Regions from separate parts of the Mus musculus genome. Here all the other regions are linked to region 2. A link is a contact called in public HiChIP or PLAC-seq and promoter capture Hi-C data. All regions are on one chromosome and are shown on one strand. Each heading gives the region's core, a stretch centred on a gene start, on an enhancer-like site or on the middle of the called end of the contact. The rest is flanking DNA. Distances are from core to core; before and after follow the strand shown.

Region 1 (7,478 bases), core at 64-2,563, 340 kb after region 2:
TGAAATAGGGCAGTAGCTGCTCTAAACAACACCAGTTGGCCCACGAAAAAAAGGTGTAGTTTCTGAAGAGGGTACCACAATTTCTTAATTGCAGAGGAGGAAAGTGAAAGGGGTAATAACAGTCACCCCGAAGACCCAGACTAAAGAAGACCTGAGTGATGCCAGGTATCTGAATATGATAGCTAGGGACAAAGGGTTAAAAAGAATACCTTTCACATACAGACTGGGTCAGGGCATGTTCTGTGTAAAAGATTATACTGGGAGAGGAATAAGTTGTGTCAAATAAAGGATAAAGACTAGGAAACACTGAGGTGCTTGAGTGAGGAGATCTAATGGTCACCACCAGAAAGCTGGGGACATGGAATAGGGGAACAAAGGCCAGGGAGGACAGGGGGCCATCCACAGCAGTGATTCTTACCCGGGGGTGGGGGGTGGGGGGTTCCACCCGAGGGGGGGGCGGGCACGGCCCCCGGGTAGCCTATCAGAACATCAGAGGGGAGCAGCAGTGACCTGCTCACAAACATTAACAACAACCCTAGCTCAGAAGATGGTTCTGATAGGCTACTTGGGGGCCATGCACCCCCGGGTGAGAATCACTGGTGGAAGGGGTAGGGGGATGGAGAAGGCTACAGAGAAGGAAGGGTGAGCAGATGGAGGAGGCATCAGAGTCATGACTGTCAGACTTGGGAGGAAAGGTCCTGCTGGTGCAGGGGGATGACAGTGAGCAGCAACTGGATGCAGTGCAGAAGGGAGGTGGGAGGAAGGGTGAGAGCTGTGAGAGGGTTTCCTGTCAGGGGCAGGGAGGGCACTGCCAACTGTGCTTCCTGCTGAGGACTGAGGTGGGGCAGTGAGGCTGATAGAGATGGAGGATGCATAGAGGTGAAAGGTGTTTATAGCTAGTTGTATGTAGGAATCAAAGGCAGGTAAAAATGGAGCCAGTGATGTAGGGAAGCTCATGGAAGGAGATGAGTGCTGAGGAGTAGAAAGAAAATTCAGGGACTAGAGTCCCCAGGGAGAGAGCTTCAGTTCAGCAGCATTAAGACAGTGTGGAAGTTAGAACTTCTGGAGACAGGGTAGGCTATGCAGGCAGAATGCCAAAACACAGGACAGGTGGAAGATCACGGTCAGAGTCAGAGGTTCCCTGAGAGCTTCATCAGATGTGAATGGAAGGATGTGAAAAGAAGCAGCACAGGTCACTGGGAGCCATGGACACAGTTAGTTCTAGAAGGACCATGAAGTCTGGGCCAGAGAGACTGCTGGGTAGAGGGTGCAGACTTGGTACAATCAGTCGGATGCAGAGAGACCCAAGTCAGGTGAAGCAGTGGGTGTGGAGGACAGGTCAAGCTGGGGTGCTGACGCACAGGTCTGTAGAATACACCGGAGCACCCCAGAGGGCATCGGAAGAAGCTTCAGGTGTTGAGAGGGTGACTCTGCTTCTCTGAGCAGTGGAAGGTAGAGCAGGAGAAAGGGTTAACTGGGACCCAGGAGAAGTGTGAGGAAGTTGTAATAGGTGGGAGGGAGAGCATGAGAGGAGCTGGGAGAGAGGAGGGTGCAGAGGGGCTCAGAGGAATGAACCACACCAAGAAGGTAGACTCAGGCCTTAGAAAAGAGAAAATGAGATATTTAATTCAGCTGTAAAACTATGGTTCTGGCAAAAAAGAAAAACAGTGCCTATAAAATAACTGTGAGTTCTATGTCATTGATAACCATGGACAAATGTCTCAGACTGTGTTTTAAAAAAACATGATTTTCCCACAATGGTAGACCTAATCACCTAGACTTTTATAGCTAGGTGAAGTTAGAGAGCACATGGACTCAGTGGAGTTTGTCCTAAATGCAGAGGTTGACAGTGATGGGAGCAGTGAGTGGAAATCAGGAAGTGATCAGACAGGGCTAGAAAGACTTGGGAGTTCTCATATTGATTGGAAGGTTCCAAGGAGTGTTGTTGAGGAGGAAGTAGGTAGCTGTAGAATGCCAACAAACATTTTGAATCAAACTGGACATACCACTAATGCAAAATGAAAAGGCCAAGAGAGGTTAAAACCAACAGAAGTTGTGGCTCACCCTTTATAATGGAGCCAGGGCAGGAAAGCAAAAGGCAGAATTCAGGGTTTCCAAAGTGGGAGGTGGTAACGTATCTCCAGGTTAAGCAAGGAATGTTAGGCAGATTTTCAAAGACTAAGCAGAGTTCTCTTCATAAGAGAAGCAAGTCAGTAAGTAACCCAGCCTTTATTTAGTGAAGAAACAACTTCACTAATTTAGAAAACAGAAGAATATTAAAGACAAAAAAAAAAGAGAGAGAGAGAGAAAGTAGTAGGACTATCACATAGTTTATTATAAAATCAGAAAATTTGAGTTGGGTTTAGTGGCAAAATGATCAGAAGTTCACAGCCAACCTGGGATACAGAGGAAGACCCTGTCTTAGAAAAAAAAAAAAAAAAAAAAAAAAAAAAGAATGAAAGAAAAGAAAAAGGTTAAAAAAAAAAAAAGGAAAAAATCAAAAGAAAGAAAAAAGAAAACAACAAAAAAAGAAAAAGACAAAAAAAAAAAGGAACTATGAGAATTGAAAGAAAAGTTGGACACAGGTTGAATTATAATTAATATGGCCTACAACAAAAATTCACATAGCTCCAATGGTAAAGGAGGCTATTTGGCTCCCTAAAAGTTTCATCAAGTATCAATGAACGGGTTGGGTAAGGGGAGTAAATGGTTACAAAGAGATGAGTTTGTAAGTGGCACAATCTTCAGAAACCAGTATCTTAGAGCCAAGGATGTTTATAGATTGAGCAAAGAAAGTTATAATCAATGAATAATAGTCTGAAGAATACTGGAGGGCACATATCTTTTGAACTATAGAAGAACTAATTTTAAATATGCTAGTAGAAAAAAATTAAGGAAGCCCAAAATTAAACAAAATATTGTGTGTTATTATGTTTGGTACCAGGCGATACTTAAACAAATAAAATAATTTGTCCAATTCACAGATTTAGTATGTGGTAGGGCCAGAATTAAAATTATTACCTTTATCTATTAAACCCATATTCCTTTCTAATATGCTTTATTATTTTCAAGTTGAAAGAAATCATAAATAAGAATTTCTATATTTTCCTTGAGACTGTAAGGAAAAATATTTTTTCTGAGATAAGATATGTTTTAGAAGTGACACGATTCTGAAGTGACTGGTAATTGTTAGAATATCTGCAATGGGGAAAAGTTCAATGTTAAAGAAAAGACAGACAGGAGGATGGGCTCCATTACCACCTCTGTCCTGGTATTTCATATCGTTCATTGCACAGTAGAGCTGAGATTGGCTACAGGCTAAAATTCATGAATTCTAATAAAAATAAAGAATAGAAAGAAGAAAGCATATGGTAGGTCAAACACAAAAGTGATGAAACAAGATTGGAGTTTATAGCCACATTATGCCACTGATCAGAAAACCCTCTAAATCTAACATAAAGAAACATCTCTAATTGCCAAATTTTCACAAACAAAAGCCAAATAGTCCATAGCCAGCAGAGCAAACATTCAAACCTCTGGGCTAATAACATGTAAGATCTGTTTTAAGAAGTTACCTCTCAGTGAAGAGAGCTGAGGTGATGATCTATTCTCCCTCTCTTGGTGGAAGTGTTTAATGTTACTATTGTTTCCCTATATGTAACTGCTGTAATTTCAATATCGTTGTTTTGTGTATTTTGGTATTGTAAAACTGTACTTATTCTTTTAATCCCATTCCCTGGGGTGTGGGTCCCCTGAGTTATCTAATATCAGAGTCCACCTGAGGAGCTAGTATTGAGTATATACTGAGGAGCTAGTAATCTCAACTGGGAAGGGCTGGAGTTTTCAATGGGTTCAGATTTGCTTCCTATTGTAATTAAGTGTAAATTAATGGCATCCCTTAAAAATTAATAACACACAAGTTTAGTGAGAAGTACAGTGATTGTGGAAGAATTCTGAAGCAATGAAAGATGGCTATTGGAAAAAACAGAGTCTCCCAGGATGATAGCAAAGACATAGAGCTGCATTAAGGCTGGACCCAGATATAAATTTGGAACAGTAGCAAACAAAACTAGCTTTACTTGAGAGAACAGAAAGTTTAAATACTGTCTAGCATATATATCAGAAGACCAGAGAATAAAGTGAAACCACAAGGAAATGGAAGTTGAGAGGATTTTACAAAGGAATAAACAAAGTTATTAAGTTTAAAGACAGATTACCAAAAGCTCAAAGGAGAAATGTCAGAGTCCAGATAGGAAAGTGCCTTCCTTCCCACCCAGGGTTACAGTTACAGATCCAAGTGGCTGTACAACACAAACAGTTCCACTGGATCAAAGGGAACATCCTGGGATTCAGACTCAGCAATGGTGCCAACATGAATCTACCTCGTGCCAGAGTCTGAGTAGCCTAGTCTAGCACCCAACCCAGCTAAGATTGGTCAGCAGTTCCCATGAGTGAACCCTGAAGAAGGGAGTTAGGAGAAGAGGCTATAAATCAGAACACGCCCTCAGTGTAACTGAATGATGACCAGGGAACTATTTACTAGTCCTTTTATGATCTCTTGTAATTCTGTAACTTCTCTGATGTTTGTTAATATTGTTAATTTCTGTATTTCATGTACTTACAAGTAGTAAAAACTTTAAATATTAATGGTCTATGTGTGCTTATTTCTGTGAAAGTTGGGTCAGTTCTGCAATGAGTATGGGAAAACTGAGTTGGGTGGAGGTTCAAGTGGGATAGATTTCAACATTTATAAAGGATACACCATGAAGACCATCCAAAATCCTCAAAGTATAAATACTATAACTGGCACTAGTAATTGTCTCTCATTTAGACCCTTATGCCACTTCCACCCCAAGACTGACCATAGGTCAAGTAAATGATAAGGCCTTCCTCAAATATGGAACACAAAATGGTTGACTAAGCTAACGAGGCTGAAACACTGCAGACTGTAGTCTTATGCTACAAGATGCTTAAAAGTGATGTATTTAAAATGCCAACCATCTGCTAAATAACCATCTTTCCCCAGGAATCTTGGAAAGAAACATCCCGATTCTTATAAGACATATCAGGTTTTCACTCATGCTTTACGTTGTTTCAATAGAAAACCTGAATGCTTTTTTAGGCTATTACTGTGCACATTCAGTTCCTCTTTTAACATTATCATCAGCATTTTTTCCTTACAGATTTAGTTTTGAAAGTAATACCTATATAATAGTAATCAACTTTATAAACACACCCACCCCCAACATTAAATTCTGGAAAGAATTACATTCTTGAAAATTAAAAACTTGTCAAGACATTCTAAGAGCTCAAGAGGCGATGCATTTTAGAGCACTAAGTACCTTCTCCCTTCTAAGAGTTAGTACCTGCTGTAGGATCTTCATCTGGCAATCGAACAAGTGTGTAGCATATTCCTGGCTGATTGTAAGGGAGGCTGGGAGCTGGGATACAGCACAGCACTTCATAGGAATCGGATGGTTCCATCTGCACTGTTACTTTCTCCAGCAGCTGGTCATTTAGAGTGTTGGTACAGTCAAACTGAAAAGTCAGCAATAGAAAACTTGTAAAGAATAAGAAATGCTTTCCAATAAGTGGTTTCTACTCACTCATAGTTCACAGTTCAGCTCTGGCATCTACTATACTCAACACTAAGTAGCACTGTAGGTCTCCTAAGGCTTTTCTTCTTTTTGTATTAGATTGAAGGCAAGCCTTATACCTGCCATGAGTGTTCTCCCAACTGTGTCTGTGAAACAGACAGGCTTATTATGAGTGCTTTGTGCTGAGCCATCAGTGTGTGTCTTCCTGAGTCTGTCTCTACTTCAAGGTGTTACAAAGCTAAGTTCTGTGACCAACACACTTAGTTGACCTTGTTTAAATACTGATTTTTAAAAAATTATGCTGTATATCTATTTTTGGAACATTTTAATTTTATATCCTTTTAGATTTTAGTTATCAAAAATAGCCCATCAGAGGAAGAAACTTAGTATACATCTAAAAAGAAAACTGGAAGTGTTGCTTAATCAATCCTTTATGAAAGGAACTAGAATCATAAACTATAGGGAAGTACTATTTGTCTCCAAGTATAGCAGCTTGTACTTAAAGGCTATAAAAGAACCAAGAGTTAGTTTGTTATCTCACCTGGAATACAATATGGTCAGTAAACATGTGCTTCACACAGCGAACGAAATACTCTGTCTCTGCTTCTGTAAGCTGCACAGGCTCAGAAGACTTAAACAAGGGTCCCAGGTTCATAAACTCAGGAATGGCAGCTAACTGTTCTGTTAAGTACAAAGAGAAAGAAAATACAAGTACAGTATGAAGAAGACAGGAAGAGACTTTATTAAAATGCTTTAGTTACCACAGAGTAGAAAGAGCGGTTAATTTTAAGGTTTTACTAACAATTGAAAAGTCAATTTGGAGATCTCCAAACTTCTGTGAAATAATCCTTTAAGTTGCCAAGTTTATATACTAGATTCCTTTATGTAGGAGGGAAGAAGAAACTAAATTGCTAATTCTTTCTCTCTTAACCAACAAAATATGCACAAGAATAACAGTCCCAGGTAGTAAACTAGTAACTGGAAAGTCCATGAACAGCAGGTAGCTCCAGCCACTAAAGCCTATGACACAGGAAAATGTACAGAATTGAGAATTAATCAAAATGAATAAAAGCAGTGGATGTTATTAATTTATAATGCCTAGGGATTAAAAACTATTGTATTCATAAAAATATACCTTGGAAAATGTCTTGCCTGGAAGGAGCCAACTTCTCTGGCTTAGGAGTCACAAGTGTAATTTCTAGAAAGACAGAAATAAGCAGTCAAGTGAATTTTTTTCTACTTCTAACTGACCTTGTATACAGAAAGAAATGAAGGCAATAACTTCTAGTAGATACACAGTGGCAAACAGCTTCAAATATTGTGATATTTTGTATTAAATAATTAAAATTTTTTTTCAACTTAGGACATATTTCTTATTCTGGCTTTTGGATAAAACCAAAGAGGCTTAAAAATGAAAATCTTAAATTTAAAAAATGTCATCTATCTTAGTACTAAAAGATCTCAAGGAATAAAAAAAAAAGTATTAAGAGAAAAAAATATGCCTGGTGTGGCGGCACATTATGCCTTTAATGCCAGCACTTGGAAGATAAGGCAGGTAGCTCTCTATGAGTTTCAGCTCAGCTTTGTCTACATAGTGAGTTCTAAGACAGGGCTACATAGAGAGACCCTGCCTCAAAAACCAAACAAACAAGAATTTAAAAAAAAAAAATGAAAGAGAGAGAAACTATGCTATTTTTAAAAATCTTTTTCTATTTTTATTCTCCAGGTTAGACGCTATATTTACAAGTTTTTATGAAATGACTTACACACAGAAAAACTCATAGAGGTAAACAGTTCTGATACCTGACTTCTGCTCAAAGACAGGAGCCATAGCAAGAGGAATTGACTTCATATCAAAGGGTTTTTCTGAAGGCTCCAATG
Region 2 (7,455 bases), core at 397-2,896:
CATCAAGTGTCAGTGTGTGTCACCTCAGAAGGGACGGGCAGATCAGTTCATCTTTTATGAACCATCTCACTAAAGCTACCAAGAGTCTGGGCCTCAGAAGGTTCTAAGACTGCAAGGCCCACTTTCTCTCCCTGCAGGGTAGCAGAGCCATATCTGCCACGTGCTGCAGTCAGGCGTCACTCTGTCCACTTTCTGCTTAGCTAATTTGTGCTGGAGCCGGCGTGGTGGTGCACCCTCGTTTTTTCATCCCAGCATTTCGGCGGAGGCAGGTGGACCTGTGAGTTTGAGGCTAGCCTGGTCTATATACACTGAGTTTCAGGCCAACCAGGGCTTCTTAAAACAAAATCAGAAACCAAACAAAAACATTGTGTTGGGATGCGGGAGGATAAGCCAAGGGCCACCAAAGTGTTCTTGCCAAGGGAGTTACCAGCTCTCCCAATGCCAGAGGAAGGGTCTCCTTGGTAAGAACTCTCACTGCACCGATAAAGGACCAGACCCTTCCCCAGGTGGGCGGGGCTCCGCGGAGCCGCAGTGCAGCACGATGAAGCCTGTGCCTGGGACGGGAAGCTGCTCTGGAAGCGAGCGCCAAGTCCCCCAGGTGCCACCGCCAGTCACTTGTCCCGGCAAAGCTCCCAGTGTCCACATAGATGCGGAGCCAGGTCAGGATTTTTCGAATGTAAAATGGCCTCGTGCTTCGCGGAGAAGCTGCCCAGGGTGGGTTCTCTGCCGCCCCCTGGCGAGCAGCGCTGGTCCTGGTCGTGGGCACCGCGACTAGCAGCGGCCGGTGCCCACGCTAACTGTGCATCTAGTGGGTACGCAACCGGCTGGGATGCCACCGGGGCACAACCTTGTATTCAGGCTGATAGCACCCGGAGGCAGGGCTTCTACCCAGCAAACCGGTTAGAGGAATCAGGTACTGAGAATAGAGTACTTTAGCTCAAGGCTCAGAGGAGCACAAAGAGCTAGAAAGCTTTTCAGGGACAGCACCCACCACCTCCTGGTGGCTTCTGGAAGGGGAGGAAGCCTACGAAAGAAACCAGAAAAACTGCAGGAGACTTGGAAAGTTAGGGCGAGGAGAGGCGGTGCTCAGAAGGCACTGATATATAATCGCGCTCCAAGGCAGTTAGTTGGGAAATTTTAAGTTCGAGGCTACGACAATGATCTTTTTGGTAAATAGGGTGAGGCCACTTTGGCCAGGGCACTCAAGAGTACATATACAGAGCAAGGCCTGGCCTTCAGCTCCCATCTCTTTATCCTGGGGTGGGGAGCCAACCTGAGCACAGCAGTCACCCTGGGGCAGCACCTCCAGAGGATGCACTGGAGGCCAAACTCTGGCCTTGAGGGAGACAGGTCCACTTGGAATTAGGACGGGGTACCACGGGTGTAGGACCTTCTCCACTAAAGCTTCGCAGGATGAGGATCCTCCCTCCCTCCCTGCCTTCCACAGCCCAGTGTGGCAAGAGGGGCCTAGGGCTGCGGGGGAGAGAACCACTCCAAACCGGAATGATCTGGTTTAAGGCAAGCTGATTCTCCCTCCGCTCTCCCCCGCCCTCCCTTCTCCTCCTGCGACAGGCTGCTTTTTGTCGCAGTCCCCTGACCAAGGTAAACAGGAGGGAGGAAAGAAAGCTCTGTTTCCATGGCAACCTAGAGGGCGGTCGATTTGGCTCTCTCGGAAGTGCTTGTATGAAGGGGAAAAGAGGCCTCACTGGAAAAGCAACAGGGAGGAAAGATCCTAGCCGCGTTCCTGATGGGGGTTATTCTGGAAGGTGATGTGGGCCTGGAGTAGGAGAGGTGAGGGGCCTGGCACCCTCAAGTGAGGTGGCAGATGGAGCCCGGGACCTGGATACTCCAGGGGCTGGATTCACACCAGAAATGCCACCATCAACCTGGGAAGTATCAAACAGGTGCCAGAGCTCTCCGGGCACATGCTTAAACCCTCACGCCTTGCTAGCCCAGTCCAGAAAAGCTTCCATGGCCGCTCGCTCTGCTAAGCCACGGGGATAAGCCCGGCTCAGTCACCAGGATGAGACTCAGGGCCAAAGACAGGTTCTGTCTGAAAGACTCCCCACCCAGTTCTTGGAGAGTGAGCTAAGAGAGCGCTCCTCCCCTGAGAGTAAGGCTCCAGCATCCTTTCTCCTCCAGACTGGCCCAGCTCCTGTGTGGCACCATGAGAAGAACAGAGTAACCCCAGCATGGGTTGATGGGTGTGGGTCACCATCTCCTGAAGGAGGAGGACTGTCCTGTCACTCTTCAGAGGTCAGCTGAAGTCCTCACTAACCAGATAATTACCACACACTGAGACTTTTCTGAGGAGCACCCTGAGAGGGCCAGTAGCCTCTCAGGGTTCCTATCAGCGTCCTCATAAACTCCTTCTGTCCCGGCTTGGGGAAGATAAGGCAGCTTGCCTTGTCTTTAGCTATCATCTGAATAGCCCGGCCAGGAGAAAAAAGACAGAAGCTATGGGTTGGTCTTCTTCTGACCCCAGGGACGCAGCAGTAGAGACAGGGACTATGTGGAATCTGTATGAGGTATCTTGGTTTCCTCAGGCCACACGGTGACTCCTGGCAGTGAGGCTTCCAAGATTTGGAAATCCCAGCTCCGGAGCCTTTCCCTGGAGCCAGTGGAAGCACCTGATCTGTCGGGGGGGGGGGGGCTGGGGGGGGGGGAGATACCTTTCAGACCAGAACAAGGCAACAGATGGACGCGTTTTCCTTGTAAGATGCCCAGAAAGGCCACATCTCAGCTCTTTCCATGGCGTGGGGATTCCAAAGCTACCTGACCTTGGTGTCTTGCCACGATGCTCCCTTTAGTCCAGCCATGGTGCCGCTCCTTGGATGATGAAGTGTGTTGTTGGGGGCCTTGGCACCAGTGGCTCGCTCTTCCTCCTGCGTTTCTGTGGGTCTGTCCTCCATCTCCGGTTCTCTATTCAAATATCATCTCAGTGAGGAAGAGTCAAAGCTAGGGTCCCACTAGGAAGACTCCAAGGCCTTTGCCCTGACCCTTCTACCGGCTCTGTCCCCTTCCCATCTCCCCCATGGTCATAGAGTTTACTGCCTGTTTGTTCCACCATCAGGAGGACAGGAGCTGACTCTATCTTGTTCATTCCATAGTCCTTAGAGCCTGGAACAAAGTAGGTGTTCAATAAACACTTTCAGCTAGCTGGATAGCTAGGGGCCTGGGTTCAGAAGGCGGGGGCCCTCCACCTGTCCTGCAATCTGTAGAGGCCTGTGGTGCCTGCTACCTCCTACAAGCTGCAGAGCAATGTGACACACTTCCAGTGAGGCCCGCAGAGGGATCCAGTGTGTAGCCACTATGTAGGAAAGAAGCGAACAGTAGAAGGGGATGCTGCACTCAGATAGATAGGCTGGGTCACTGCAGCCAGGCTGTAGGAGGCATGGTTGATAACATCTAAAGTAGGATTGGAGTGATTCAAGTCAGCCTGAGGCCCAGGACCCTGCCCGTCGGGCATAGCAGAGGAAGACAACAGCCCAAGCATCTTCTCTCTGCCTCTGCCTTCTGCCTTCTGGGCACTGGGAGGAGCTGCTGGGGGTGGGGAGAAGAGGCACGACTAGAAGGCCTCTTCTAAGACCTCTAAGAACTGCACATCTCTTCTTTCCGACAGGGAGCCTCGGCAGCTGTGACTGGCGTTCTGCATGCCTCTCTGCTTCCTGAGGCTACTCACTTCCTTGCTTGCATGTGGCCACAGTGGCAAGTTCCAACAGTTTCTTCAGTCAACGACCCCTCCCTCCCGACTTTGCAGTTTGAGTCACCTTCAATTTCCTGCCTGCCTGCCCCTTCCCTGATTGACCTGATAAATCCAGGACAGCTTTTATTGCTTTTGGCAAAACATTGCCATTAAGATTTACGGAGCCAAAAGCTGGTACAATGTAATCTTCAGAGTAATTTACACAGTGAGTTTCAAAAGATGAAAAGTTAGCGTTTCCGAGGTAATTTCATAAAAAGGATTATCAGATTAATCACTGTGTCGATTTAATCGTGGTTTCTAAAATAATTAATTAGCCTGCTTGAAGTCAGCCATGCAAAGAGGACCCCAGAAGGAATACAAATGGCCGTGTCAGATGTAAGTATGTTTGGGGCACTAGATCTGGAGAGAATTCCTGCTGAAATTACCTCGGGAGAGAGTCTGGTATGTGTGCCCTGGCTTAGAGATAAGATAAGGAAATGAAGTGTGGTCTGGTGGCACGTCCCTGTCCTCCTAGCACTTAGGAGGAGGATCATAAGTTTAAAGGCAGCTTTACAGTGAGCTCAAGGCTAACCTGGGCTACACAGTGAGACCCTGTTTCAAATAAATAAGTAAATAACTGAAAGCAGGCAGAGTTCCGAGTCTTGGGGACGGCCTTCGGATATGACTGCCGCATGCCATGTGTGGAATTGCCTGGTGACACCTGGAAAATGTGTCCAAGCAAGCCACGTCTGAGTGTTGACAGGCTGCCGTGATGGTAGATCCAGGTGTGAATTGCAGCCGGCTCATGAAATTACCTGTGAGTGTGCTGAGATGGAATGGAGTCAGCTGGGCTAGTCCTAAACATGGTTCATATGGTGCCCGGACCAGCACAGCTCCGACTCACTCGTACACTTCGGAGCAAGGCTATGCATGTTCTTTTTTTTGGGGGGGGGAGGAGGGGAGGTTGAGAAAGGGTCCCCTGGGTCTCTTTGCCCTGGCTGTCCTGGAACTCACTTTGTAGACCAGGCTGGCCTGGAACTCAGAAATTTGTCTGCCTCTGCCTCCCGAGTGCAGGGATTAAAGGCATTGCGCCACCACGCCCGGCTCTATGCATGTTCTTAGTTAAGTCACCAAATAGCGTTCTCTTCATCTTCCTTGCCACGCCCCCGAAAACTGTCCGAGACCTAACCTACAGCACCTCTCTGAACATGGCCAGCCCAGGTGCCCTAGCTGACCTCCAGAGCAGTCTGTCAGGGATAGTGCTCTCCTCTGAAACCTCTTCTTCACACCTCACAGATTGGCTTCCCCAGCCTGTGTAGCCTGTGGTGTTCCTTGGGGGAAAGGACAACCAGAGAAAGGGCACTTGACGGTGTATCCAACCTGGGAGGGGTCTGAGGAGGCAGCCAGGAGAGGGTAGCCAAGGGGCTCAGAGCCACAGAGAATCAGGCCCTCAGTAGGGAGGTTGAATTCAGACAGTGGCTTCTTCCCGCACAGCCCCCTGGGGAAGAAGAGAATAAGCCATTCTTTCCCTCACAGCACTTCTGAGAGCAGCGCTGAGCCACCCTGCTCAGTGCTCCCTGATGTCAGTCCTTTGCTACTCTTCCCTAAGGATGGAGCAAAGGACGGCAAGGGCTAGGCTGTCCCGTCGGGTGGGGAGCTGCTTGTGTCCCCAACAGAGTTGCCCTCTCAGGTCTAGGCACCTGTGTTCCCTTCCCATGATCCCTAGAAAGAGTTATCACTTTTCTACACCATCGAAGCTCTCCTTGTCTGCTCCACTGAGTGGTGCCTGCTGGCGGGATTGTCTCTTCTCCATTTTCCCTTCACAGGCCCGACATTCAGAGTCTTCTCTGAGAGCGAGGCGGATGCTGGAAAGGGAGAGCGCCAAGTCCTGTGGAAGTAGAACAAGGCAAACTTTGTGTCTACGAATGGACGTGTCTCCTGTGGGAGGCTGCTGAGGGGCCTTTCTTGAAGAGGCAATGCTGGAGTTTTGGACTTAGACTAGGAAAAGACGGGAGCTGGACTAGGGGCAGAGAGTGGGATGCAGGAAGCCAGTTCTTCTGTTTTTCCTCCTCCTTCCTTCTTCTCTTCCCTGCTTCCTCTTTCCTCCTCCCCTTCCTTGTTTTTGAGACACAATCTCACGGTTGCTCAAGGCAGCCCCTACTGCCCCATCTTCTCAGCTTGCCCAGTGCTGGGACTGCAGACATGTGCCTTGGCATCCAGTGATATTTTAGATATAATTTGTTTAGGCTTAATTTTTATGCCCATGGGAAGTAATTTTTTTTTTGTAACCTTGAATTCCAAGGTGGGACTGTGGCTCCCTCTTCCCATGTCAGACCCCGAGGTGGTGCCATACATTTCCTGTCCACTCTGTCAAGGCTATGGTGAGAGACAGCTGGTGGCTCTTCCTTGTTACTGTAAAGTTCCCGAACTCTTCAGAGTCTGACTGGTTGAAGTCTGTGTATTTGGAGAGGCCGGCTGGAGCCCAACAGTACAGTACGTTCCTTTTTATGGGATTGATATTGAACATACAGCCTTTTGCATGCTAGGCAGATACAGGAACCCTGAGGCGCATCTCCAGGCCCGGAATGCTTCTCCAGGATTTCACTCATTAATGAACTGTGTTGGGGATAGACCCCAGGACCAAGCACGTGCTGGGCAAATATTCTCCTACTAAGCTCCGACACCAAGCCAGATTTCTTATGAGTGAGGTCGGGACTGGGAGGGGACGGATATGATGAGGCTGGCTGCGTGGTGCTCTGAGACAGCCACCCAAGAAAGTCCACCCGTGACCTACTTTGATCTTCCCACCCGGCAGGGCGTGCTCTCAGTCCCTGGACAGAAGACTCTAGTTTCTGGAGGACTTCCTGCTTTAGAAGGTTTAGTTAACAATTCAGCTTGAGGGTAAGGGAAGGTTAAAAGCCTACGAAAACACTTGGTATTGGGGGGACTTCTCCCTGCATGGGGGGAGCTGTTAGTCTAATTCTTTTTTTTCCCATTTTTTATTAGGTATTTAGCTCATTTACATTTCCAATGCTATACCAAAAAGTCCCCCATACCCACCCACCCCCCTAATTCTTATTAAAACCTGCAATGCCTCCCCCTGCCTCAAGTCACCCAGGGCTACTTTTGGCTTTGAAGATTTGTGGTCCCTTCCCAAATGTGGCCCAGGGACTCCAGATGAGGTGTAGCACCACCAGGAAAGGAAAGGATCTTTCCTGACAGAATGGTGTCTTCACTTCTGCAGGGAGGGCTTGACAGGGCTGTGACTGAGCCTAGGTAACGTGACCTGGCTCACCCTGTGAACACCTTGGAGATGTCTGGGTGAGTGTTCTGTCTACCACAGCCACCTGGAATAGTGAAGGATTTGTGCACACAATCACAGGCTTTGACAGGCAGAGGACAATGGGGGCTAGGAGGAGGACACGTTAGAGATCTGGGAGTGTTAACAAGGGAGGATGACATTGATTTAAGGGGTTTGCTGCCACGGAGATGGGCCCCACCCCTGCAAGTGTCCCCCAGCTAACAGAAACCCCACTGTCAAGTTTTGGGGATCTACATGAACTCAGCTGGCTGTGGCCAAGTAGCTCAGGCCTGGGCGTGCTGCCGTTACGTGAGATCTTGTGATAAATCCAAGCTGTGGGTGGGTCCTCAACACTAGCAGTGCTCCCTCCGTTAATAAACCAGAGTGGGCCCAAACCTGTGTGTCCATGAAAAGTCTGTAGCTGACCTTTCTGGAAGTGGCGCTGCGATGCGCCCTTGAGAACTGTAAC
Region 3 (6,934 bases), core at 3,607-6,106, 400 kb after region 2:
GGTGCTCAGGACACTGAGCCAATACCCCTGGGAAGCTGGCTAACTAGTCCAATCAGTGAGCTTTGGGTTCAGCAAGAGATTCTGTCTCAGTAAATAAGTGGAAATTGTCAAGGAAGATATCTGATGTAAATTTCTGACCCCCATATGTACATATTTTACCTTCAATGCACATGCATTCACACATAAGAAACACACACATCTCACAAAACTTCTGACTTAGAAATATCAACTTGTGGGATGGAAGATGACTTGGTGTGTAAAGCACTTGCTATATAAGAGCAAGAACCTGAATATGGATCCCTAGAACACATTTAGAGCCAGTCACAGTAGCAGACCTCAGTGATTCTGGTGTTCCTAAAGCAAGATAGGCAGGAGAGACTGGAGACTATCAGGAAGCTTATGAGTTAGCTACTGTGGCTACATGGCAGTGAACATGTCACACAAGCCTTTAGTTTGAATGAAGTATTTTGTTATGGCTGTCCACCACTAACATAGCAGTCAAATCTGACAGCATCCCCCAATGATTCTTGCATCCTTCTGTCTGCTTCTTTAACTCTGGATGGTCTTTCTATCAAACAGAAACATTATCATGTTTCTCCAAGATTAGGCCAGAAAAATATCATGCACTTTTCTCTCTTGTTCTGAAGAAAGTCAATGCTATCAAGACACTCAAGCAACGCTATGAAGAGGCAGGCACACATGGCAAGAAACTGAGATATCTCTGCCAACAGAATACCGGTAAAATACTGTAGAAACAAAAATTTTAGCTTCCAAGATGACTGCAGCACAAACCATTATTCTGACTGCAACTGCAAGAAAGACCCCAAACACCTAGTAGCTAGCAGAGCATGATGTGTCATGACTATGAGTCTTTGGGAGGAAGAGTCAACAGTTCACAGCCAGCTTTGGCTGCACGGTGAACACAAGGACAATCTGGACCAACATGAGACCCTATCTCCAAACATAAAGAGAAAGTAAGAGGGAAAAAAAAAAAAGCCAGAGAGATTGTTTGGGAAAACATCTATGGTTTAATGTTTTCTTACTCTGGTAGGTTCTAGAATAATTTATTATGAAATATTGATAATTTTATAATTCTTAAGGGGATTATTATAAGATCAAAATGATAAGAAAAATAAGTATTTCAAAAACTCCATAAGCACCTTCAGGCTACCTCACAAACACTACCTCAAAGATAATTACTATTCTTTTTTTTCTAATAGTACTAAACTTAAACCCAGGGCTTCATGAATGCTAGACAAGTACTTTGTTGCTGAGCTAAACTTCCAGTACTATCTTAACTTTTAATATTATCTATATCCATATAGGTCTGAAATAAATATTAGTGAGCCAAGCATGATAGCATATACCTATAATCCCAGAAGTCACCCTCAAGAGACTGAGGTAGGAGGGTCATTGTGAGTCCCAGGTTAGGCTGTGATACATAGTGAGACCCCATCTCAACTTCTCCCCACCCAAACTAACCCCCTCTGTGTCTGTGTGTTGTGTTTGTTGTTTTTTTGTAATGTTGCAGACTGAACCTAAGATCTGGCCCAGAATGTATTCTTTTATCTATGACCTCTCAGTCAGAATTATCCATGTGGCTGCACTCAAGAGTAATTGTTCATTATTTACATGAACATACCATAATTTATTTTTAGATCTTAGCACTGATGCATATTTGGATTGCTCCATCTTAAGATTAAGCCTTCCTGTACATGTCTTTTCACAGTGAATATGCATTTCTGTTTGGCATTTATAAGTTGAGGGTTTTTGCTACAGACTCATGGAATACAGAGGTCAATTTAAAAAGAAGTGACATTGTTATAATATTGAAATATTTCAGTATAAAAACATAATATATACTGATTTTTTTCAAGTAACACTAAATAATATTTTGTAATTTTCTGAGTAGAGATGCATATAATTTTTGACAAATTCATTCCTATGCTTTTTAAAAATTCTATCTCATTTATGGGTTGTCTGAAAAAAAAAGCAAACTGATTTTGGATACTAATCCTTTATCTAGAAACACTGGTAATTTCTTGGTTTAACTACAATAGATACAGCCTTTTATGGTAGGGTCTCACTATACACTGGTCAGAATACAGGGTGAGAGTCCTAAGGCACAGCAAGAGTCAGGTTAGCGCTTGTGGAATCTGTATCCTCAGGGATGGCACTCTCTCCTTGACAAGGCATCAGTGTTGAACCACAGGGGCTTCACATGGATGATTTTATCTAGTCCTAACCATTTCGCAAAGGCTCCATCTCTATACATCACAGTTAATGAAGCTGCTAAGCTTTTATTATTTCTCCTTCTCCTCCTTTTACTTTTTCTGTTTTGTTTTGTTTTTTTTTTTTTTTTTTTTTTTTTTGAGACAGGATTTCTCTGTAGACCCCTGGCTGTCCTGGAACTCACTCTGCAGACCAGGCTAGCCTGGAACTCGCAGAGCTCCATCTGCCTCTGCTTCCCAAGTTCTGGGATTAACGGCGTGCACCACCATTGCTCGGCCCAAGTTTTATTTCTATTATTTTATTTATATACACATATGTGTATGCACATGCATATGAATTATTTGGGGACAGTATCTTACTCTGTAGGCCAGAATAACCTGAAACTCACTATGAAGCCCAGACTAGCCTCAAACTAGTGGCAATCCTCTTGCTTCAGCCTCTTCAGTACTAGGATTTATACACATAAACTACTACATCCTACTTCAATCTTTTTGTATGTCCTATGGGAATTAATTTCAACATACATAAGACACACTTAAAAGTCTACCTATATTAGGCATGGTTCTCTGGAGGAAAGGAACCTATAGAGAATATATGTATTATAGAATGGATGCTAGGAACCAGACAGTCCAACAATGGTCATGTGTACACTGCAGAAGCAGAGAAGGTAGTAGCTGCTCAGTTCATGAAATTGGATGCCTCAACGTCTCAGTTCAGCTCTGAAGGCCTTAGCTCTCTAGAAAGTCACCTGTACTGAGCCCATGCTGGAAAGCCAACGAGGGCTAAGTGTGACATCAACAGAGAAGAGTAAAAACAGCAGAGATAGACACACTCGGGAAGGAGCAGCAAAGGCAGGCTAATGCACAGTTCTCAAGAATTTCTCTTCTCTCCATGTAGATGTGAATAAAAAGCTGTCAGCCTTACCTTGCGCTTGTCTTAACATTTCCTCTGCCAAAAACTTTATTTCTGAATTCAGCCTCACTCGAGTTCTCAGGACAAGACAGAGAGGAGTCAAAAAAATTTTTTTTCTTTTTTGCAGAGTGTAATATGACTGGCCTCTGGTCTAATTCCCAACAGTCTTTATTCATTGACACCGTGTTTACCAGGATTTCACTGTTTCACATTTCTATCAGCTTCTGGTCTTTTATATATCTGACAACATATCTCTGTTTATAGCATTCCAGGGCTTCTCCATCCCACAGGCCCAAATTCTTCCAGATTTCTCCCACAAGTAGTTCTAGCTGGCACAGTGGCGCACACCTGAACATCTGCTCAGGAAGCAGAAGCAGGGGAGCTCTGATTTCAAGGTCAGCCTGGTCTACAGAGTTTTAAGACAACCAGGACTATAAAGGAAGACCCTGCCTCAAACAAGCAACAGTTCCAAAGAACCTAGAATACATGGCCAGATGGTCCTAGCAACAGCGGCACATTTTGGAATCAGTTTTCTCTATTAGTTGTTTTTCTTATTGCCTACTTCTTATGACAAAAAAATCAAAAAACAAAAACAAAGACGGCTTCACTCTGGCTCACAGTTTGAGCACAAGAGTGAAAATGGCCTCAGCTGTGGCAGCAGGAGTATCAGGCAGCTGTGACCTTCTCTCCCAAGTCAGAAAGCAGAGAAGGATCAATGGTCACATTCTCCTTCTTACCTTTCTTTCCAACTGGGAACCTGAGCCCACATTCAGGCTAGATCTTCTTTAGAAACAACCGCACAGACATATCCAGAGGTGTGTCTCCTAGGTAACTCTATATCCAGTTAAGCTGACAATGATAATGACCCACTCATCACAGCAACTGCTATTCTTCCTTCTATCTCCTTGACTCTAGTATGCTGTGCATTCTGTGGTTCCTTTCTTTCTGGCTTTAGCGACATGACACACAAGGCTAGTGTACATGTGCTTCACACTTCTCATTCACCGGAGCTCACTAGCCTCCTGGTATCAGCAGCTGACCTTTGATCTCTTCAAATACTTTGTCCCATTTCCTTTTCTCTCTTTCTGAGTCACACTACAGATACATTAGACTATGATGTGTTTCCCTAGGCTTCAAGTTTTCTATTCATTTTTCCCTTTATTTTTCTTCCTATATTTCAGTTTAGGTAATTTTCACTGAGCTATCATCAAGTTCTCTAATCTCTTTTCCTAGTAATTAATAGTAATGAACTTACTAAAATAATTTTTCATTTCTAGCTATAGACCCTAGGAGTTGAAATACCATATGCTGGGCAGGATGTGCCTACTTGTACAATAGTGGCTTGGCTACTGTGGGTTAGAACAGCCCTCCAACTGATTTAAGGCCCACTTCAGAAGAGGGAGTTCACATCTGATACATAAGCCAAGACAGAAACCTGTGACTACTGAGGTCACAGGTCCCGATGAGGAATTTTTTTTTTTTTTATGATGGATGTGATATGCCCATCACACTGCCTTCTAAATGTGTATTTATGCCCACAGATCACTGCTGTTGTCAGCCTCAACATAACCGCTGACGAAGCTCCTGAGAACAAGTAACTGTGGCACAGCGGCCTATTTCTCAGTCACAGTAGAACTATATAGTCACCCTGTGATGGTCTGAATAGGAGTGGCCCCACACACTCATATGTTTGAATGCTTGGCCTATAGGGGGTGGCAAGATTAGGAAGTGTGGCCTTGTTAGAGGAAGTGTGGGCTTTGAGGTCTCAGTTGTTCAAACTAGGCCTAGTGTCACTTTCACTTCTGCTGCCTGTGGATCAAGATGTAGCACTCTCGGTTTCTTTTCCAGTACCATGTCTGTGTGCATGCCGCCATGTTTCTCACCGTGACGATATTGGACTAAACCTCTGAGCTGTAAACCAGCCCTAAATTAAATATCTTCCTTTATAAAAGTTGCCCTGGTCACGGTGTCTCTTCACAGCAATAGAAAGCCTAACAAAGACACTGTCTCCAAGGTTCAGAGATGATTGTAGAAGAGGGGATGGGAAGTATGTAAGAGACAAAGGAAGAGATGGAATGTTGTGCAACAATCTCCTCCAATATAGAAGCAATCCATCCTGCAGGGAAGCTCCTTAAGAAGAAAGGAAAATAACTCGAAATAGCTCTAGGAAGTTCCTAAAACTGACCAGATTCTCTAGGCCCCTTCTGTCCCAAATTAAGTAACAGGAACAGAGATGCCAAGACTCAAACAATCTGAGCTATAGAGAAGACTCTCAGAGGAAAAAGCTACTAAAAAGACTCTGAGACCAACCAGCTGCCTGAAAGCAGCAGAAGCCAGCAGAGCTGTCTAGAAGAGATTTAGACCAGAGTCACATGAAAAGGACACTTTCCAACCTGCTGAGCTTCCTACAGCCTGTGCTGTATGCTACGTTTCCAGCTTTTGTGAGTTGTCGCCCATGCTGAGGTGGGCCTAAGGATGCTGCCTTGAGTCATTTCTTCTCCTGTAAATAACCTCCCACCCACAGTCCTATAAAACTCACTTGTTCACCAAGTTGGAACTTTGGTGGTATCTGTACTTTGGTTGCCATGGATTCCTTATTTAGGGTAAGTATTTATGTGTGCTGTGTCTATCATAGAACACAAGGGTAATAAATATGGGAAGAGTGTGAAGTATGTATTTACGCTGACGTATCTGTAGCCAGATGCTTGTGTAACCAGATGTTTGAACAATCACTGCCACATAAAACTATCAACTTGGTGTTTAGGTGGTTACAAAAGGTTTGTATGTAAAATTAAAATACTTTTGTTCTTTAGTAATTTATCCACTTTACTGTTCTTGCATATGACTTAAATTATTACAATAATTCTGACAGATAAATTACTTCACAGTTAAGGAAACTAAGTTCTAGAGATGTTAAGTTGTTAAAGTAAAGATGTTTTGCTGTTTAACAAAAGCTATTTACCCGCAGGACAAAATTCTAACCATGGATATCATATCTAATAGCATAACCATTTCAGTTAAAAGAATGGGAAACCATCAGATTACTAGACCTGGTTCCAAAAGTTTTAAGAGCTGAAAAGTCACTTTCAACTACCGAAAAGCACTTCCATGAAAAAGTGCATCTACCATAATTAGAAAAGGTACCCTATGGTGAAACTGTTATTAAAGTCACTGCTAATTAACTCCAACACATGGATCATCAGTAAATCTGCTTTTACTAATACTTTTTCCTTCAGTAAAGTCACATTCTTCTTGCCACTTTGACTTTTTTGATTTTCTGCTAAACACTGCTTATAAAAATATAGTACAGACTAACATAAAACAATACTTAAAACAAGAAAATAGCAAGTTCTTTCTGTTATGAGAAGCCAGTAGCTAACCTAGGGTTCAGTTCTGCTTTGGTTTTAATCAAATTCAGCTCTCTGACAGTCATAACTGAACTGCAGACAGACTACACTGGCTTTCTTGGCAGGACTTTGGCACTCAACTAGTTTAGAGATTTTGGTGTTAACTCTACAGCTTTCCAGATCCAATGAGAAATCTATTTTAAAATTAAACCATTACTGGCCAGGTAGTAGTGCATACCTACAATTCCAGCACTTGGGAGACTGAGGCAAGAGAGGCCAACCTGGAGAGATCCTGTCTATAAATTGAAAAGGGAAAGCCATAAGCCATTTAGGGTGAGGATGTTTCTTCTTTGCTCCAAGTGTATATACCTTGAAAGATCCCTATCCTCTTCCTGTCTCCTCCCAGCCTCTAGGACTGCCAAGGTATTGCTGCTAAGTTCACA
Region 4 (7,408 bases), core at 1,522-4,021, 370 kb after region 2:
AAGCAGGTAGATCTCTGTTGAGTTGAGGCCAGCCTGGTCTACATAATGACTTCCAAGGACAGCCAGGGCTACATAGAGAGAACGGACAGCTATGTCATTCAGCCTGTCCCAACCCCATCCCCCAGAAGAAAGTTGGAGTTCAATTGCACTGTAAAAATAAATGGATTTAACTGACATTTCCATCTATAGAATACATACTCTTCTCAGCAGTCTATGAAAATTTCTTCAAAGTAGATCGCATTTTAGATAATAAAACAAGTTTTAACAAACACAGAAAGAAAGAGAATATGAATGAGAATATGAATATTTCTTAGGGGCTAGAGAAATGGCTCAGTGGTCAAGTTCATGTCAAATAGTTCATAAACATTTCCAATTCCAGTCCCAAAAGATACAGCAGCTTCTTCTGGATTCTATGTGCACTTGGACATACATGTGCACATATATACCCACATACGTATAAATAAAATACACCTTTGAAAAATAACTTTTTGTTTACCTGACCTTGATTTAACTTTGGTAAGTGTTATCTGTTTAGAAAATTGTCTATTTCATTAAAAACACAAGAAGTTAGACTCCAACAACCCACATAACCCAATTAAAAAATGGGGTACAGAACTGAACAGAGAATGAACAACAGAGGCCTCTCAAATAGCTGCGAAGCACTTAAAGAAATGTTCGAAGTCCTTAGTCATTAGGGAAATGCAAATTAAAACAACTCTGAGATTCCATCTCACATGGCAGAATGGCTAAGATCAAAAACTCAAGTGATAGTGAAAGGACAATATAAACCCCATTTGTCCCCACTTAAGTATCCTATTTGTCTCCATTTAAGGACCAGCTTTTTAATTTAATGATTTTTAAAAGAGGCCGTAAGGGACCAGCTTCAGGAATAGACCATAAGTCCCAGAAACTAGGTCATAAGACACCAGCTCTAGGAATAGACCATAAAATCCAGAACAAGATCATAAAACCCTCTCCCAAAAAACAGCCTGGGGATAACCACAAAATGGAGAAATATCTTATCTCAGAACAGGCCATCTGTGGGGACAGTCCTATTTCTTCACATGGTTGAAAATTCATGATGTAGGAATGTAGACAGGCCACTGACCACCTGTGATGCCCTAGCACCCACCAATGAAATTTTAGATTACCTAATCCTTCTAGAGAGTTTCCCCAATTTCCTATTAGAAGGCCTGCGGACCTTTGTCTGGGCTCATGCTGGTTGTTTCTGCAGAATAAACTCTCTTTGTTTTGCATACTATCTGAGTCTGGGGTCTTCCTTCAGGAATTTTCGGGCTCTTACAATAGTACATGCTAGGGAAGCTGTGGAGCAAGAGGAACACTCCTCCATTGCTGGTCAGAGTGCAGACTTGTACAACCACGTTGGAAATCAATGTGGCAGTTTCTCAGAAAACAGGAAATATTCTATCTTAAGACCCAGGTATATCACTCTTAGGCATATACTTACAAGATGCCCTACTATACCACGGGAACACTTGTTCAACTAGCAGCTTTGTTTGTAATAGCCAGAAACTGGAAACAATCTAGATGTCCCTCAACTAAAGAATGGATAAAGAAAATGTGGTCCATCTACACAATAGAATACTATTTAGCTATTAAAAATAATGAATTCTGCAGGAAAATGGATGGAATTTGAGAATATCATCCTGAGTGAGGTAACCCAGATCCAAAGGACATATATGGCATGTACTCATTTATAAAGTGGATATTAGCCATAAAATACAAGATAAACATGCTACTACACTCCACAGACCCAAAGAAGCTAAATAAGAAGGAAGGTCCAAGTAAGAATGCTTGAATCTCACTTAGAAAGGGGAACAAAAATAGTTGTAGGAGGTAGATAGAGGAAGAGAACTGGGTGGGAGGGGGGCTGGGGAGAGGAATGGTGTAGGGGGAATTCAGGATCAAGTATGGGGAGGAATAGGAGGTGAATGGAATGAATGGAAATCTGCAACTGGTGGTGGTGGGGTATCTCAAGGGCCTGCCAGAGACCGAGGATAGGGGAGGACCCCGAGAATCAATGGGGTGAGCTTAGCTGTGACTCACAGCATTGGGATATGGAACTTCAAGAGGCCACTTCATGTAGCCAGGCAGGAACCCCAGTGGAGTGATAGGGACACCAACCTACTGACAAAACTTTCTAACCAAAATTTATCCTGTCTACAAGAAATGCAGGGACAGAGGATGGAGCAGTGACTGAGCCCTGCCAGGCCTTGGTGGGGACAGTGACATGGTTCCTGCCCCTGGGACAGGGCCCCTGGTGTGAACCTCCAAGAGTGTCCTTGGCTGCTGTGGCTACAAGGAATGTTTGTATAATAATGTACATAATTCAGACTCCCCCCTGTGAATGTGAGTGACTCGGTGATAATTAGAAACAGCAGGAGTCCAGGAGTCGAGGGTGTGCCTATGTCTCAGCAAAATGGTAAACTCTAGGACTTTCAGGACAGCCCTTAAGGTTATAGGAAAGAGCTCTAAATACATGAGTTTGAAAATATATAATTTCTTACCTATGCAAAAATAAGGATACTATATGAATTACATGAGGGGCTTCATGAATATAAAGGAACAAAAGCAGCTATGCCACGAACCGAGTAGTTAGACAATTGCTAAGGAAGAAGAGAGAGAGATTTAGGGAGCAGTGATCACAGGAGATTCCACCCAGCTAAGATTTTTTGTTTATGCTAACAAAGGCAGATAGATTCCTGAGTTCAGGATCAGCCTAGGACAAAGCAAAGTTAGACTCAGTTGTGGTAGAAATGCTAAGTTCAGGGCAGGGTCCCATCCAACTAGCTTATAGTCTGTGCTTAACAAAGGTAGACATAGTTCTGAATTCTTTTTCAATGTTACCTGTCTGTGGGATGATATGTTCTTCTAGCTGGGGTACCTTGTCTGGCCTCAGTGGGAGAGGATGTGCCTAGACTCCCAGAGACTTGATGTGCCAGGGTAGGGGGATATTCAGGGGGGCCTCTACCCTCTCAGATGAGAATGGGGGAGGGGTGTGGAAGGGGGTGACTGGGAGAGGTGGCAGCAATCGTGATGTATCACAAGAAACTATAGGCGCCACTTAAAACACATGAGGATTGAATATGCAAATGATGTTTACTATATATATATATATATATATATATATATATATATATATATATGGTTTTTAAAAAGCAAAGAAATTCTAGAAACAAGTGAAAAAAACCACACTTCATTAGATTTTTTTGTATACAGCAAAGACAAAAGAGGTAAGCTTGTTGTGCTTAGTGTACGCATTAACAAGGCAAGAGAACACTTTGATCATCTCTTAGTGATGTACCTCTAAGTCTTAGAAAAAAACAAAACAAAACAAAACAGAACAAGCCAAACAAAATTAGTAGATAAAAATGAAATAAGGAGCCAGGCAGTGGTGGTGCACGCCTTTAATCCCAGCACTTGGGAGGCAGAGGCAGGTGGATTTCTGAGTTCAAGGCCAGCCTGGTCTACAAGAGTGAGTTCCAGGACAGCCAGGGCTACACAGAGAAACCCTGTCTCAAACAACAACAACAACAACAACAACACAAAAAAGAAAACAAACAAAAACAAAAAAATAAAAAAGCAACAGTTTCACTGATCCTCTTACGGTCTTCATTTTATTAAATTCTACCTTGCTCTATTATTTCTTCTTATTTTATTTTTATTTATATTTTTTTTTTTTATTTATTTATTTATTTATTTATTTATTTATTTATTTAGGTTTTTCAAGGCAGGGTTTCTCTGTGTAGCCCTGGCTGTCCTGGAACTTACTTTGTAGACGAGGCTGGCCTCAAACTCAGAAATCTGCCTGTCTCTGCCTCCCGAGTGCTGGGATTAAAGACGTGCGCCACCACCACCACCACCACCAGGCCAACTGTTGCTTTTTTGAACAGATGAACAAGACTGACAAATGCTTAGACAAAGTGACCAAAAGAAAGACTCAAATTAATAACATTAGAGGTAAAGGGGGTGAAGGAATATTACAACAAACATTCACTGAAATCCAGAGGCTCACTAAGAAGTATTCTGAAGAATTATCTTCCAGTAAACTAGAAAACCTATAGGAAATGGTTTGTTGACAAAAGTGCTAAAGTGCCTACTGGAGAAAAGATGGCCTCACCCACACAGGCTGCTAGGAAACTGGATATGCATGTGACAAAGAATGAAATACAATCTTTACCTTTCACCCTGCACAAAAGTCAACTTCAAATTCACTAAAGACCTTAATATAAGACCTGAAACTTTGAAACTATCAAAATAAAGTAGAAACATTTCAAGATATGGGGACAAGCACAAACTTTCTGAGTAAGACTCCAACACCTCAGGAAATAACAGGTAGGCCTGATGAACATCAAACATCAAATTAAGCTCCTGCACAACAAAGGCAACAGCAAACTGAAAAGATCTGCAGGATGGGAGACAAGCGTTGTTAGCTATTCATCAGATAGGGCATGAATAACTAAGATAAAGAGCTGAAAAATTTAAGAGTAAATGAACTGAGCAGATTGTTCTCAGAAGCAGAACAACATAATAGATCAAATGTTATATAGCATATTAATATACATTAATTATTACAAACAACAAAAACAACATTAAAACAAACAACAGGGCTGGAGGGTACCACCTCAACTGGATTTTTTTTTCCCCCTCCCTTTGGGTAAATCTGGTTTATTTTCAGTCTATTTTTTTTTCATTTTTTATTAGATATTTTCTTTATTTACATTTCAAATTGTATCCCCTTTCCTCATTTCCCCTCTGAAAACCCTCTTATCCCATCACACACACCCCCGCCCACTAACCCACCCACTCCCGCTTCCCTATCCTGGCATCCCCCTATACTGGGGCATCGAACCTTTACAAGGCCAAGAGCCTCTCCTCTCATTTATGTCCAACAAGGCCATCTTCTGCTAGATATGTGGCTGAGTCCCTCCTTGAGTACTTTTTGGTTGATGGTTTAGTCCCTGGGAGCTCTGGGGGGGTACTGGTTAGTTCACATTGTTGTTCCTCCTATAGGGCTGCAAACCCCTTCAGCTCCTTGGGTCCTTTCTCTAGCTTCTCCATTGGGGACCCTGTGCTCAGTTCAATGGATGGCTGTGAGCATTCACCTCTGAATCAGGCACTGGCAGAGCCTCTCCGGATAAAGCAGACCTTTAAAGATCTACATCATGCTTAATGGGTTTCCTGCAAAACTGTAGTCAAAGAAGCCTTCTTTCACCATTTCTACTCACTATCACACTAAAGGCTTGAGGTAGTGAAAAAAAAAAGCACAACACAAAACACAGGGGTTAGTCTAGAAACAAAGAAGTGAAGCCATATTTGTTCACAAGTGATATGATATTATACACAGAAAATCCAAAGTAGTATATGGATGCAGAGAACAAGAGAGAAGTAGAGAAATCAAGAGAGCACAGGGCAGGGGTAGAGGGAGGAAAGGAAGAGGGAGTAGCATGCACTAGCTAGCAGCATACAAGTTTATAAACTATAAGATTAACATAAAAACAACTATAGTTCAGTCCAGAAGTGAAAGTGATGAAACAATTCCATTCACAACAGCCTAAGACTGAGCGAAGGGGCCAGGGAGACATGGGGGAAGGGGTGGCTAAGGTACTCGCTGTCAAGTCTGAGTGTTATTTCCCAGGATCCATATGGTAGAACGTGAGCACAACTCATGTGAGTTGTCCCCTCTGACTTCTATATGCACACAAATTAAATACTTTAAAAATTAATTGAATAAAATTATCACAATTTTAAATTGAAAACTATAAAATCTTTTTGAGGACTTTAAATGAAGAAATAGACCCTGTCCATGCTATAAAACTACTTATTATCAAGATGGCAATACTCCCATATGAATTGATTTAAAATATACCTATTATTCTGGACAGTGCAAATCCTACCAAAATGCCAGCAGGTTTTACTGTAGTAATCCAAAGCTTGTTCTAAAATGCATATGGATAAGCAATGAACTCCAAAAACACATTTTCCAGATTCAAATCTTCCTATAAACCTGGAGCATCATGACAACTGAAAAAAACTGGGAGTTTCATCACATGGTCAGCTGACTTCCCAAAGAAGAGACAATTTAAAGGAGAAAAGAGTTTTTACTAACTGGCACTGGGAAAATTGGTATTTTCTTAAATGAATGTATTTATTCCATTATATGAGCATATACAGAACTTTACTCAGAATGGATGATAGTCTTAAAGGTTGCAAACTAGAACTATTAATATCATGCTACTAAAAGAGCATATTGAGGAACCACTGTGCTCTTGAACTAGGCAGCTATTGGACACAGCTCCAAAGCACAATCTCTTAGAAAGGGGATAAAACAAACTTCATCAATATGTTAAAATAAGGAAACAAAGACAAGCAACATGTAAAAGTTCTATATAAAAGTATTTGTTAACATTTTGAGGGTACAACAAGAGACATACTTGTCTGTAGGTTTCTTATGAAATTGTCAAACTCTGTTATCTGAGTTATCAGAAAAAAAAAAGAATGGAGAATGGGTAAGGAAGTCTTTCAAGCACAACAACTCTATTTGATGGTGGGCAAGAGATTGGAATGACTTAGCTTGATAACACTAACAAAATGGGAAGAGAGCAGTAAAGCAGACACAGCACTGAAAACAAAGTAATGACTAGTAATTAAGAAAGGGAAACTAGGAGCGAGGGTAGGGGGTGAAGGGGCTCCCATATAGCTACTAGAATGGCTATTAAAGACAGTAACTGCTCAACAGACACACCAGGCACACAGGTCCAGCACTCAGAAAGCAGAGACAAAATACTGGATACATAGTCGAGCAACCTGAAAGAGGAAGGAATCAGCAGACAACATCACACACCAATGAAGACAACACTGGTGTCCTCACAGGCATGTAAATTTATGGAACTTTGTAAAATAATCTGCAGCTCCTTTTAAAATTAGACACAGCAAGTAGTCCACATATTCCATTTAAAAGAATCTTCCCATGAAAATAGAAAATATATGTTCATACAAAGATTTGTACTTGCCTATCAATAGTATCATTTATTCATAATAGAAATAAATAAGCAACCCAAATGACCATCGATTGATAAATCCTACTGCAATCAAGTAAACCAGTAAATATCAGGCTCAATGAAAACAGCAGGATTATGATGCCATTATCAGGAAACATCTACACAGGCAAAAGGCAGCTCAAGGGCTGAGGGGCACAGGGACTAAGGTAAGAGTCTAAGCGGCTTTAGAAGGTGATGGAAACATTCTAAAGACAGATTGTGCTCCTGGTTGTAGAGCTGCGTTCGTTTATTGTTAAATTCTACAAGTGTATGCTTAGTGTGTGAATTTTAAAATCTGTAAATTAATGTCAAAAAAACTGCTAAACACCACCTAATATTGAGCTGAG

Evidence for each region. Promoter capture Hi-C pulls out the DNA fragments that hold promoters and counts their contacts. HiChIP or PLAC-seq counts read pairs in DNA pulled down with a chosen protein or histone mark.
Region 1: a promoter capture Hi-C map of neutrophils shows a contact between it and region 2, with 3 times the contacts expected there. The contact joins the enhancer-like site here to the promoter of 1700012C14Rik in region 2. A contact is called at or near these places in 7 of 39 promoter capture datasets (the 3T3-L1 cell line, the C10 cell line, cranial neural crest and 4 more), 5 of 115 datasets of contacts at active chromatin or transcription factors (cardiomyocytes, embryonic basal ganglia, embryonic midbrain and 2 more) and 1 of 9 other capture datasets (embryonic stem cells).
Region 3: an H3K4me3 HiChIP or PLAC-seq map of bone marrow-derived macrophages shows a contact between it and region 2, with 3 times the contacts expected there. The contact joins the enhancer-like site here to the promoter of 1700012C14Rik in region 2. A contact is called at or near these places in 7 of 39 promoter capture datasets (the C10 cell line, cranial neural crest, frontonasal cranial neural crest and 4 more), 1 of 484 Hi-C or Micro-C datasets (nephron progenitors) and 4 of 115 datasets of contacts at active chromatin or transcription factors (bone marrow-derived macrophages, embryonic basal ganglia, embryonic hindbrain and 1 more).
Region 4: a promoter capture Hi-C map of cranial neural crest shows a contact between it and region 2. The contact joins the enhancer-like site here to the promoter of 1700012C14Rik in region 2. A contact is called at or near these places in 5 of 39 promoter capture datasets (the 3T3-L1 cell line, the C10 cell line, cranial neural crest and 2 more), 1 of 15 datasets of contacts at CTCF or cohesin (the NIH/3T3 cell line), 5 of 115 datasets of contacts at active chromatin or transcription factors (embryonic basal ganglia, embryonic hindbrain, embryonic limb bud and 2 more) and 1 of 9 other capture datasets (embryonic stem cells).

The regions. Positions count from the first base shown.
Region 1 is chr6:30,804,193-30,811,670 of GRCm38.p6, forward strand. It overlaps Copg2 (coatomer protein complex, subunit gamma 2), which reads right to left. Exons shown (of 24, transcript NM_017478.3): 17 at 7,401-7,478; 18 at 6,733-6,795; 19 at 6,139-6,278; 20 at 5,367-5,538. Among named protein-coding and RNA genes, the nearest start is that of Mir335, 67 kb to the left of the region's middle. Within about 2 kb of position 1,314, at least 4 of the 459 cell types and tissues checked have an H3K27ac peak or open chromatin away from gene starts, as enhancers often do. A contact at or near this core is called in neutrophils, where this site is marked.
Region 2 is chr6:30,459,339-30,466,793 of GRCm38.p6, forward strand. It overlaps 1700012C14Rik (RIKEN cDNA 1700012C14 gene), which reads left to right and starts at 1,647. Exons shown (of 2, transcript NR_131049.1): 1 at 1,647-1,791; 2 at 3,623-3,975.
Region 3 is chr6:30,851,250-30,858,183 of GRCm38.p6, forward strand. The region is part of intron 9 of Copg2 (coatomer protein complex, subunit gamma 2); the gene reads right to left. Among named protein-coding and RNA genes, the nearest start is that of Gm38781, 32 kb to the right of the region's middle. Within about 2 kb of position 4,857, at least 25 of the 459 cell types and tissues checked have an H3K27ac peak or open chromatin away from gene starts, as enhancers often do. A contact at or near this core is called in bone marrow-derived macrophages, where this site is marked.
Region 4 is chr6:30,830,065-30,837,472 of GRCm38.p6, forward strand. The region is part of intron 9 of Copg2 (coatomer protein complex, subunit gamma 2); the gene reads right to left. Among named protein-coding and RNA genes, the nearest start is that of Gm38781, 53 kb to the right of the region's middle. Within about 2 kb of position 2,772, at least 6 of the 459 cell types and tissues checked have an H3K27ac peak or open chromatin away from gene starts, as enhancers often do.